2 separate regions of the Sus scrofa genome follow, and region 1 is linked to region 2. A link is a contact called in public Hi-C data. All regions are on one chromosome and are shown on one strand. The core of a region is the stretch at or near the end of the contact, and the rest is flanking DNA. Distances in the headings are between cores, read along the strand shown. Region 1 has its middle 67 kb from the start of PIK3CG. Region 2 overlaps LOC110255500 (a long non-coding RNA gene).

The links. A called contact is a pair of places that touch in the nucleus more often than the background predicts.
Region 1: a contact with region 2 is called in a Hi-C map of retroperitoneal adipose tissue, with 2.7 times the contacts expected there. The contact joins two enhancer-like sites. A contact is called at or near these places in 10 of 47 Hi-C or Micro-C datasets (alveolar macrophages, embryonic fibroblasts, fibroblasts and 6 more) and 2 of 2 datasets of contacts at active chromatin or transcription factors (alveolar macrophages and skeletal muscle).

The regions. Positions count from the first base shown.
Region 1 is chr9:106,635,229-106,641,714 of Sscrofa11.1, reverse strand. No RefSeq gene overlaps it. Among named protein-coding and RNA genes, the nearest start is that of PIK3CG, 67 kb to the left of the region's middle. Within about 2 kb of position 2,459, at least 8 of the 83 cell types and tissues checked have an H3K27ac peak or open chromatin away from gene starts, as enhancers often do. A contact at or near this core is called in retroperitoneal adipose tissue, where this site is marked.
Region 2 is chr9:106,055,813-106,062,229 of Sscrofa11.1, reverse strand. All of the region lies in intron 1 of LOC110255500 (a long non-coding RNA gene), which reads right to left. Among named protein-coding and RNA genes, the nearest start is that of SYPL1, 74 kb to the right of the region's middle. Within about 2 kb of position 3,664, at least 9 of the 83 cell types and tissues checked have an H3K27ac peak or open chromatin away from gene starts, as enhancers often do. A contact at or near this core is called in retroperitoneal adipose tissue, where this site is marked.

The DNA.
Region 1 (6,486 bases), core at 1,210-3,709, 580 kb before region 2:
AAAAAATTTAAAAGATTTTTGGAGTTCCTGTCATGGCTCAGTGGTTAACGAAACCGACTAGTATCTCTGAGGACACAGGTTTGATCCCTGGCTTTGTTCAGTGGGTTAAGGATCCGGTGTTGCTGTGAGCTGTAGTGTAGGTCACAGACTTGGCTTGGATCCATTGTTGCTGTGGCTGTGATGTAGGCTGGCAGCTACAGCTCCAATTCGACCCCTAGCCTGGGAGCCTCCATATGCTGCAGGTGTGGCCCTTAAAAAAAAAAGAGACAATTTTTTTTTTACAATATTTATAATATTGTGCTAATTTCTCTCTCTCTATATATTCCCTTTCTTATTATTATCTTCCATCTTGGTCTATCTCAAGAAACTGGATATAGTTCCCTATGCTACAGAAGAACCTCATTGCTTATCCATTCTAAATGTAATAGTTTGCATCACCACCTCCAAACTCCCAGTCCATGCCACTCTGAACCCTTTCCCCCCTTGGCAACTGTGTAATGCAATTTAACTTTGCTTTCTGGTTCTAATGGTGGATAATGGAAGCTTAATAAGATGATCCAGTTGCTTCAAGTTTGAAACTCAGATTCCTTCCATCTTCGTTCTTCAGTTCTCCTAGCTATCCCAAAGGGGCAGGGTGGGATGTGGTTAATTTGGGCTAAGGTAGTTTCTGTCCCTGCTGGCCTCTGCTGGGTGTGCAGGGCTCTCTCAGGCCCATATGCTCGACTATTTGCTTGACCATTGCCCATCTATCACTCCAGTGCCATGTGGGATGTAGGATTTCTCTATGAAGCTTGCAGACTCTCAGGAAGCATGCATCTCACCAGGAAACCAGGCTCTGGCCCTTCTCCTTAGAGCCTTCCATGGTCTCATCTGGGGTTTCTGTTTGAATATCTAACTTGCTGTTCCCACTGTCCCCTTCAGAACTTGGTACTGGGGATGGAAAGCTGGGGACTTTCTCAGGGACTTACCAGTGTCTGAATTCCAGTCCTATTCACTCTGATTTTTCTCCCCCATTCATTACATTTTTACCTACTTTAAGTCAGCATATGCATTCTTCTTCTATCAGTGGGTTATGGTATAAGGTTCTCTGAATTCATGGGTTTTGGATCTTGATATTTAAAGTTAAGCTCTGGTATTTGCAATTTTTTTAAAAAGGAGAAACTCACTTTTCTTCTCTCAGATGCATGCCCCTTCCAGTAGAAAGCAGACAGTGGTCTTTGCTATAGATTGACCAAAATCTTCCTGGTAGCTTATAACCCATGGCTTTTGTTCTGCCTGGATGGTTCTACCCTGAAGGTGAGCTATTCAGAAGGTGCCCACAGACTGCTGAATGGTGGGTGAAAGGAAAGAATGAGGGGACTTAAATGGCACAGAATTGAGTAATAATTAAAAAATTGCCCCACTACAGTTGGGAAACCATGCATGTTTTCAGAATCTTTGATAAGAGATCACGGTGTTCCCACGAAGCTGGCTAGAAGCAAACTGTGACCTATTCAATTACATTGCTACTTGCCAGGAATTAAGTAATGGTGTTCTTGGAACTGGCGAGTACAGTGTGGTCAGTGTTTATCTAACCCTCTGCTGAAGAGTCTGGCCTTAGCTTCTGGAAGTCTCACGAGGTTATCTAGATGATAATATCTCTAGGATGGAGAGCCATTCATTAGTTCATTCAGGGGCCCAGCGTTAGGGGATAGATTTTATAGATTCCTGTGAAAGGCAGGGCCCGAGCTGTTTGATAACATTTCTCAACTTTCAGAGTAAGAGTCATTTAGGAAGATTGTTTAAAAATGAAGATTCCAAAAAAAAAAAAAAAAAATGGGGGTTAATAGATGCAAACCATTGCCTTTGGAATGGATAAGCAATGAGATCCTGCTGTATAGCACTGGGAACTCTGTCTAGTTACTTATGATGGGGCATGATAATGGGAGAAAAAAAGAATGTGTATATGTATGTGTAACTGGATCACCTTGCTGTACAGTAGAAAACTGACAGAACACTATAACCCAGCTATAATGTAAAAAAATAAAAATCATTATAGATTAAAAAAAAAAATAAAGATTCCTTGAAACTTTGTCCAGATCAACTGATTCCTAGGTCTGGGCTAAGGCTTAGGAATTTACATTTTAACAGGCTTCTTCAGGACTGCACTTTGAGATCAGACTCATAATTGAAGTAGCTAGGACTAAAAATCAAATAATCAGTGACAGTACCACTTAGATCCAGGCCAGGTCTGTATTTAGAGGACCCTGCTCTGGCCCTGTCCATCCTCGTGTGGTGGGGCAATCAGTGGACTCAAGAGGATATGCCACCTGGAGTCGAGGACCAGCCTTCCAGACCTTCATCAAGGTGCCAGGCGCCTGGAATTTTCTGCCACCACTGAGCGGGCTCCCAGGTTTTGCACGGGCTCTTTCCTGGTCTGACCTCCAGGGGGCGTACCCTGTTGTTGACAGCCTTAGGCCTCAGAGGTGGCTGGCCTGGGGACAGCCGTCCCTGGGGATGTGGATGGAGCTTGGCTCTGTGAGCTGTTGTATCTACCAGAGCCAGAGGAAACCCCAAGTGCAGGGTTGGCTGTGGCCAGGAGCTGGCTTTCCCTGTACTGCCACCTGGCATTCTGGGTCCCTTGGAAGGTACATTTATCAGGTAGGAGAACAGAACATGTTTCATTCAGCAGCTCCTTAGCATTGATGATAACGTCTAAATACATAGACGGTTTGTGGGCCTCTATCACATTCTTGTCTTAGAGCCCATGAATGGTAGGGGTGACCCGATCACTGTTTTCAAGTGGTTAATGTCTTAGAATTGATTTCTTCTGATCAAGAAACTGTCCTTTAAGGCAAGCCCCAGGGAAGGACAGATAGAGGAGAAAGGAAGGGGAAGAGTGACCTCCAGGCTTGGCCACACCGAGGGGGCCCAGCAAGGGAGTGGATCAGACCTGCATATCAGGATAAAACTTGATGTGGCCTTTTGCAGGTTGTTTGCTGTCCTTTTCTCTAACAGGTGGGGGGTGGGGGGGCAGTACAATTGTTTGCTGAACTGGCTGATTTCAGCTACCCTTGCAGGGGGAGGGGCAAACCCAAGTTGTCTCATCTCTTTCTCTCCAGGATTCCAGCTTCTCTTGCTGGAATTTGCCCTTTTTCTTGCAGTGAAATAGAGTGTGGAAATGTGAACACTTTCCAGAATGACTTTAAAATATTTTCAGCCACTGTTGGATGTTTAACAAAAAAAAAAAAAAAAAAAAAAAGAAGGAATTCCTGTCATGGCTCAGTGGTTCATGAACCTGACTAGTAACTGTAGGTTGCTCAGTGGGTTAAGGATCTGGCGTTGCAGTGAGCTGTGGTGTAGGTCTCAGATGCAGCTGGGATCTGGCATTGCTGTGGCTCTGGTGTAGGCCGGTGGCTACAGCTCTGATTAGACCCCTAGCCTGGGAACCTCCATATACTGCGGGTACAGCCCTAGAAAAGACCAAAAGGACCTCTTTAGAGTTGGATCCATTATTTCATATGGGATTAACAAAGGAAACTTTGATTTTTTTAAATAGGTTTCACATACACTGGAAGGTGAAAAGACATCATTTCATGACAGTCACTCTTCTTGATACCATATGCCATATACTTTAATGGAAATATTCCTTAAAATACCCAATTACTCTTGTTTTAATTCACTGCTTCTATTAGGTCTGCTATATACTCTTGCCTAGGTTTTACACTGCACAACGACCCCTACCCTAAGAAATGAGTTGGGGGTGAAATCCAGCCCACCTTCCCCTCATCATCATGGGCCTGTATCTACCAGAAAGTAGGATACCCTTTTCTAATCACAAAGAGTCACAGTCTGCTCTTCAAATCACACACCTGCAGGCATAGGTGCATGCAAAAGTGTCCCTATGGGTTGCCATGGTAGTCAAACATTTAAATATGGCATTAGTGTGTTTTTCTAAGAGGACTTCCCTGCCAGAAAGACATGCTCAAGCAAAGAGCAGAGCCTGCTGACTGGTCAGATATACCTTCTTTTATAGATCAAGAAACTAACACTCTGGTTTATAAGTGTATCTCCCTTTGTATGATTAGCCGGGATCAATCTGTCAGAATCTGATCCTCCCTGGGTGAATGGACAAAACTGGATTTCTAGATCAACAAGGCTGAAGATGCAACACTTGTGGTGACTTTTTACAATGTCCCATATCCCAGGCAGCTGCATTGAAATTCTTTGAAATCAGTTGCAGTGCAATAGGTGTTTACCTTGTAGACACGGAGAAAGGAAAACTGACTGGTTTTCCATTTCATATCACTAATGTTGTCACTCCCTGCCTGTATTTTTCTACCCTCTCACTCTGCTTTATTTTTCTTCCTATTACTTATCGCTATCTTACGTTACATATCAATTTGTTTACTTACTCTATGCTTAATAAGTTCCTGCCATGTCTAGAAATACTCAATAAATACTTGTTGAATGAATAAATGAATGACCCATAAAAATGTAACCCTCAACTTTGTAATGTTGCTGCGAGGTATTATAAATTAAGAATAAATGGACTTCCTTGGTGACGCAGCAGCTCAAGGATCTGGCACTGTCACTGCTGTGGCTTGAGTCGCAGCTGTGGTGTGGGTTCGATCCCTGGCCCAGGAACTTCTGCATGCCATGGGCAAAAAGAAAAAGAATAAAGAGAGCAACTTCATGGTCCATCCTAAGTGGACATGAAATCAATCAACACTGGGCTGTTGTGAGAAAGGGTATCTCCTGGGGAGACCTTCAGAGCAACCACAAAGGGTGCCAGGGTTGCACTGTGTGTTAGCAAATAGCAAGAGCCTCTTAGAAGACACTCAGCTGAGAATTTGGTTTCTTCTCCCGCCAACCCCCATCTCCACTGCAGCAAGGAGAAAGAGTGCTTTTCTGGGCAGGAACAGGCAGCTGCAACAGCCATGATTTTTATTTGGGTCCCAGAAAAAAAGCCAAGCTTCACTACTGCTTTTAGCTATGTACTGCTTTTATGCTAAGTACTGGAGCAGAATTAACTCTAGCCAGAAAGTGGAGTTGATGAAGGTTCTCTAAGAGAAAGAGAGGGATTATAGCTGGAAATGGAATACTTATTGTACTAGCTTTTTTATTATACTTAATATGTTGGCTGGTATATTGGCTTTGAACAAAGGAAGTAATTAGTCCAAATGGATCAGCATTGGTCATGAACACAGAGAGGACATCTCCTGCCCTTCCTCAACCCTGCCCTCTTCTGGGCCTGGGGAAGCTCACTGTCCATTCTTAGCAAAACCCAGTAGCCTTAACCTCGTCCCTGGATGTTCCCACCACCATCTTACTCTGATGGAGACCTGGCTTTCTGATGAAAACATCCTCTTCCTGTTCTCCTGCATTCCACCCCCCCACACCACCCCAGTTTTGGGGCATAAGGCCTGGGGTGAAATGTATTTCCTTTCCAGTCCTCATTTCCACCTCTGGATTATTCTCCTTTCTCCATAGAAACATCTTGCACCGAATGTCAGGTCATCAGGTAATGTCACCCATCCCTCTCATTTTGCTGACATCCATTGTCTCAAGGTCATTCCTCTGTGCTCCTGCCTCATGGCCACGGTCCTATTCCAAGACATTTTTTTTTTTTTTTGGTCTTTTTAGGACTGCGTCATATGGAGGTTCCCAGGCTAGGGGTATAATTGGAGCTGTTGTTGTTGGCATCTGAGCTACGTCTGCAACCTCCACCACAGCTCATGGCAACGCCAGATCCTTAACCCACTAAACTAGGCCAGGGATCAAACACGAAACCTCATGGTTCCTACTCAGACTCATTTCCACTGCGCCACGATGGGAACTCCCCTATTCCAAGTCTTGATTCTTGGTAATTTCAATATACACATGGACTGTCTCTCTTTTCCCCCTAGCCCTTTACCTTTCGTCCCTCCCATGGTCACACCAGACCCTGTCATTACAGATCACTGTCCCCTCCAGAATCACCACACATACATTCCACCTCCTCTTTTCCCAGCACACTCCCTCCAGCACCCTGTTGGCTGCATAACAAGGTACCACAAACTGAGTGGCTTAAACAGCAGACATTTATTCTCACACAGTTCCAGAGGCTGGAAGTCCAAGATCAAGGGGTCAGCAGATGGATTTCTTCCGAGGCCTGTGAGGAAGAATCTGTCCCATGCTTTTCCCTGGCCTTCCTTGACTTGTAGACACATTACTCCAATCTGTGCCTTCATCTTCACTGGCATCCTCCCTGTGTTTGTCTGTGTCCACATCTTCATTTCTAAAAAGCTGTTAGTCATATTGGATTTGGGGGCTTCCCTTACTCCAATAGGACCTTGTCCTTTTTTCTTTTTTTTTTTTTCCTTTTTTGGCCACCCCATGTCATGTGGCTCAGAGATCAGATCCACACCACAGTTGTGACCTGTGCTACAGCTATGGATCTGATCTATCTAGAGACTTACCAAACACCTTCAAGCTGTGATGCCTAATGGTCAATTTTAGTCTTCA
Region 2 (6,417 bases), core at 2,415-4,914:
TACTTTCTTCCAGAAAACACATTTCTAATCCTATAAAATGTCATTAGGAAAAAATATTCTGTGATCAAAGCATCACTTCACCACCAAACTATAGACTCTGCAAAGCAAGGCATACACCTCTTCTCCCATCAGCAATGTCCTTACTGGATATATGGGATATTGTGAAAGAAAGATAAAAAACAGCTAGCAGTGACTCTTCCTTGACTCCATATCACCCTAGGTAATCTGCATAATTTTTTTCTTTTGCTATCTTATATTTTTGCTTTTTCTGTTAATCATCTTCCCAGTTTAACAATCAGCTCTTTGAGTGATAGACTAAATGGCTTACATCTCTTCTACCCTTCACACAGCCTTACACATAGTAGGCTCTCCAATGGTTGCTTATTTAAGACATTTCAAAGCTTCAAACACAAAAATTATTCCATTTCTTCCTTGAACTGCTCCAAATTCCACAAGCTTCTCTTGCCTTCATCATTTCTGGGCTGAGAGTCAGATTAACCCACCCTTGTCAGGTTGGAAATAAAAGAACACAATGACAGTGTTTTAAGGGTTCTGTATCCAAAGGACAAACCCAAAGACTACACAGAGCTATTATCCTCAGCTGTGAACTGCACACTTTAGGAGGGACATAGGCAGATCAGAGCTGCCCAGTGAAGGGTGGCCAGAGGGAGAAAGGTCTGAAAACCTGACTATGAAGAAGGCTGAAAGACACAGAGATGTTTAGTTTGAAGAAAGCTTTGTTTGGAGCACATGCCCAAGCATTTGAAAAGCTGGCCTGGAAAGAAGGATCATGCTAAGTCTAATGGAGGGACACCAGAGCCTTAACTTCCCAGCTGTTACCAACGGAGTAATAGGTACCTATCAAGAAGAGAGCTGCATGGGTGAATAAATTTGGAAAATGCCACAAAGGCAATCCCTCTCTGAGATGCACAAAGAACTTTAGCATACAAAAGATTCTGAGAAAATCTCTAATTAAGAAAAAAAAAACTTTGTTAGAATTTACTTACTATACCTACTATGTACGTGACTCTCTCTTTTATTTCCCCATATGATGCCTATTAGCACCCCGTACACAGAACATTAAGAAACGATGCCCTAAGAACAGGACAAGGACCGATTTTCAGACATTATCACGAGGCAGATTTTAATAATACATGTATTTCCCACCATTCAGGCTGACCAAAGACAGAATGGGCTGCCTTGTAAGGTTGGGAGAGCTTTGCCACTGAAGTTGTTCAAAACCTCACGCCAAATGCTGTGAAAAGTTATCGTCAGGCAGAACTCAGGGATATCGTAGGTTTGGTTCCAGACCACCTCAATAAAGCAAATATTGCAGTAAAGTGAGTCACATGATTTTTTTGGTTTCCCAATGCATATATTGTAGTCTATTAAGTGTTCAATAGCATCATCTCAAAAAAAAAAAAACCCAATATACATACATTAGTTTAAAAATACTGCTAAAAGTTGTTAACCATCATCTGAGCCTTCAGCGAGTCATCATCTTTTTGCAACAGTAACATCAAAGATTACTGATCACCATAAAAAATATAATAATAATGACAAAGTTTAAAATACTGTGAGAATTACCAATATGAGACAGAGAGACTTGAAGTGAACAGTGGTACAATGGTACTGATAAATTTGCTCAAGGCAGGCCTGCCACAAACCTTCAATACGTGAAAAACACCATTATCTGCAAAGTGCAATAAAGCAAGCATAAAACAATAAAACAAGGTATGCGTGTAGCAGGCCCCAGATTCTGTGATTCTGTGATAATTAGCAGGAAAGAAATTCCATGTTGGGGTGCCATGCTCAGTTGGTCTCCCATCTGGAATCAGGGGTCTACACTTCCTCAGAAATAACTGGTCCTATTATTCTTGTATTCAAATTACACTTACAGCATTATAATTATTTATAAACATACTTAACCCCCTAGACAATAACTCTCAGCCCAGAGAACAAAGTCCACCTGCTCCTCAGCTGTGTAGTGGAAATGATAACAGTGCTTGAGCCAAAGAGTTATTATAAATATTAAATGAGTTATTTCATGTAAATCGCTTTGAACAGTTTGGCACTGCTCAATAGATTTAGCAAGTATTTCCACAATTATATTTGTTACGGCAGGAAGAACTCTGAGAAATCCTGCACTAGATAATAAACTCTTTGGGATCACAGACTATTTCTTATCCTTTTTCATTTTCATCACCTACTACTATCCTAGATACAGAGGAGGCATTTTATAAGGGCCATAAAATGGATGGAAGGATGGATGGACAGACAGATGGATGGAGAAGGAAGGAGGAAGAGAGTAAGGAAGAGAGGGAGGAAGAGAGGGAGAGATGGGTGCATACATGAATGAGTGAGTAGAATGATCTTGTCCCCATTTTGGTAGTTCTCAGGGGTGTCTGCATGGGCTCGGCCCATCAACATTTCTCTCCATGCCCACTGCACAGCTGCTGGCCTTCCATAAAGGGGCTCCTCTCTCCTCCTCTTTGTAGGGTAACTGTAGTTTTTGAGCAAGGTTCTCAAGTTTTCCAATGAAATACCCCTATTCCATGCAGGAGAATGATCAGAACCTCTCCACCACCTGCATTCTGAGGGTGTGATCCAAGGTGACCTAAGGCCCAGTATTTTTTTCTAGGTCTGATTTTTATCTAAAATGCAGCAAATTCTACATTTTATATCCTAATAGATCTTTTTATTTCTAAAAATGTTGTAAATGTTTAGCAACACATAAAACTGATGGTCACAAAGAGTTGTGTTCATTTTGTGGCTTCCAGCCCCTCTGACATTCTGATATGTCCCTTCAAGAAGCACAGATCCCTCCAGTTCCAGAAACCTAACAAACTTCCCTGGGCCTCATCACCCACATCCATTTGATACATTTTGTTGGTTCTGTGTATAGACTCACAGCCTGGAATTTGAGGCTTCAGATCCATTTCTGTTCTTCCCAATAATAAATCTCTAGTAACATTCTGGAAGGCAAGGAATTTATGACATTTATCGATGTATTTGCCTTGAGGCATACAGGGAGAAGACACAAACATGGAGTCTAAGGATTTTCTGTTTGACAAAGAAATATGATTTTTAAAGTAAAAGTTCTCAACTTGAATAACATGGCCCAGAAGGCCAATTAGCATAAAAGGTCTTTAGAGGCTTTTAAAGGCTAGATTACACAGGAGATAAATGTTTAAACTGCTCTAAGCCCATTAGATTTTTAGTTCACAGAGGTGTGTTATAATTTTAAAACACAGGCCAGGCCTTCAACCTGATAAGAGTCTTCTGTTCAAAGTTTATCTAAAAAGTTTCTCCTAATGAGCTTTGCTGTTTCACATGCCATACCTTCTGCACCTGTATCAACTAATCCTCTGATCTACCCAGAGTTCCTTCTGTATTGGAATTCCTGCATGAAAAGTAGGATTTCACTCACGAGAACTGAATAAAAAAGCCAGAGCCTAAAGAAATCTTCAACTTAATTGAAGAATGCAGAAAATATTTTTTAGAGGAAAAAAAATGTCTATGTTCTGATGCTCTTTTATCTGGAATATAGATAGCAATTTCCCTTCTCCACCCTCCACAGGAAAGACTGGGCTCTTCAGCTCTATACCCCAAGCCCAGCTCCTAAGACCACAACCTGAGCCAAGGGCCTATATGGCCCACTCGGCCAGAAGGGAAGATGGCAAACGGACCTTCCAACTGAGGTTGGATGTAAGGAGTCATCTTCCCCAGTATTTCTTTCATCAAGGCCATGACTAAGGGCATGATCTGGGAACTTCTGCTTCTAACCAAGATGGAGTAACAGGGGCTGTATGTACCTGCACTCCTGAAACAATTTTAGAAAAATAAAAAAAATATATATATATAAACCACGGTTTACAAGAGGCTCCACTAGGCAACAAAGAAAGTGATCCCTTAAAGACAGGAAACAAAAAAGAAATGAACCCAGGGAAGCCTGATGGGTTCTCTGTATTGAAAAAAAAAAGTAGCAGAAAAGTAGCAGAAGAAGACCATGCAGCTAGAATTTACCTGAAATGCATGCAAGGAAGAATATCAGAGAGGAGAGAACTGCACAGGTTGAGAGGGAGGGAGAGAGAGCTCTGATAATGTTCCCTTTGAGTAATTAGGAGAATACTGATCAGAGCATGTGTGTGAGGGATTACATGAAAAAGTTAAAGGAAACAGTACCTAGAACATGTGCAGGCCCAGGATTAGTGTGTGTTTCTGCTAATCAGATGAGAAAACATTATAAATTCATGAGCGATGTGGTAGAGATCAAAAGTACCATGCATCAGTAATGAGGAATAATTAACTCTGAAATAAAGACAGTTCTGTCTCTGCCCAACAATTCTCAAAAGCAAACCCTGAAAGGATTAAACTGTTCCAAGCAAAGTTCACTGCATCCCAGAACAAAGCTCAAGAATCTTTATAAAACTATAAAAATATCCAGCAGCCAAAAAGGTAAAATTTATAATATCTGGCATCCAATCAAAAATTACTAGACCTACAAAGAAGCAGAGAACTACAATCTACTATAAGGAGAAAAAAACTCAACTGAAGCTAAAGCATAATGGACACAGATACTAGAATTATGAGAACATGACATTCAAGTACTCATTATAAATATATTCCTTATGTCCAAAACGCTGGAGGAAATATTGAACATGTTAAGTAGTGACATGGGAGATATTTTTTAAAAGATTCAGCTTCTAAAGATGAAATTTACAATATTGTGATAAAGAATAAACTAAATGGGATTTAAAGCATATTAAATTACAGGGAAAAGATTAGTGAATTTATAAAGATACAGAAAGAGAAGCTACCCAAAATAAAACACAAGGAGAAGACAGACTCAAATATAAACAGAGCATCACTGAACTGGAAGAGAACATCAAGTTGCCTGTTACACATATAATTAGAGTCTCCAAAGGGGAGAAAAGAAAGGGAGAAACAGAAAAATATGGGAATAAATCATAGCTGCAATTTTTCAAAATTTGATAAAAATTATAAACAGACCCAAGTTCAACCAACCCCTTGTACAAGCACGAGAAACACAAAACAGCTATAAATAACATAATAAATCAAATTTCTGGGAGTTCTTGTTGGGGCACTGCCATGACTAGCATCCATGAGGATGTGGGTTCAACCCTTGGCCTTGCTCAGTGGGTTAAGGATCTGGAGTTGCCATGCAGCTCCAATCTGGTATGGATGTGGCTATCCACAGGCCAGCAGCTGCAGCTCCAGTTCAAATCCTAGCCTGGGAACTTTCATATGCTGCAAGTGCAGACCTAAAAAGAAAAAAAAAATTACATTTCTGAAAACCAGTGTTAAAGAGAAAATCTTAAAACCAAAGAAAAATGACAGTTTATAGTCAAAGGAACAAAAGTAAGCAAGATGGCCTAGTTTTGTTAGAAACAATAAAAGTTAGCCAAAAATAAAGCAACATCTTTAAAGTTCTGAAAGAAAACAATCATCTATACCTGTGAAAGTATCTTTCAAAAATGTGAATGAAATAAAGATATTGAGGCATATAAAAGTGGTAAGACCTTCTCATCAGCAGTTCCATACTATAAAATTGATAAAGTTTTCAGAAAGGTAAGTATGAGGAGGGAAGGGACTGGAAATGATGCCAAACAAAAATATGGATCCAAACCAAAGGTTTGAAGACCCAGTGAAATGATAACTATATTGGTTAGATTTTTTTTCTTCTCATTTAACTCTTTAAAAGACAACTGCCTGTTTAAAATGAATAATGCCTCATGACTAAGGGGGGGGGAGTTAATTGTAAGAATATTAGGTTAATCCAATATTCAAGAATCAATCAATGTTTTACAAATATAATTCACCATATAACAAACTAAAATGAAAGACCACATGATCATCTCAATAAATGCAGAGAAAAATGTTTGAACAAGATCCAACATCTTTCTTATAAAAACTCTGAGCACACTCAAAATAGAAAGGAACTCTTAATTAGATAAAGGGCCTCTATGAAAAACCTGTCATCACACATAATGAGGAAAGACTCAATTCATATGGAAATGCAAAGGACATAGAGTAGACAAACAACTTTAGAAAAAAGCTGGACAATCCCACTCCTGGGCATCTATCCAGAGAAAACCATGACTCACAAAGACACATGTACTCCGATGTTCATTGCAGCACTATTTACAATAGCTAAAACAACCTAAATGTCCACTGACAGAGGAGAGGATCAGACGATGGGGTACATATACACAATGGAATATTACTCAGCCATTAAAAAGAACGAAATACCAGCATTTTTTGCAACATGGATGGACCTAGAAATTATCATGCTAAGTGAAGTCAGCCATACAATGAGACACCAACATCAAATGCTTTCATTGACATGTGGAATCTGAAAAAAAGGACAGACTTTTTTCAGACAGACTGAACGTC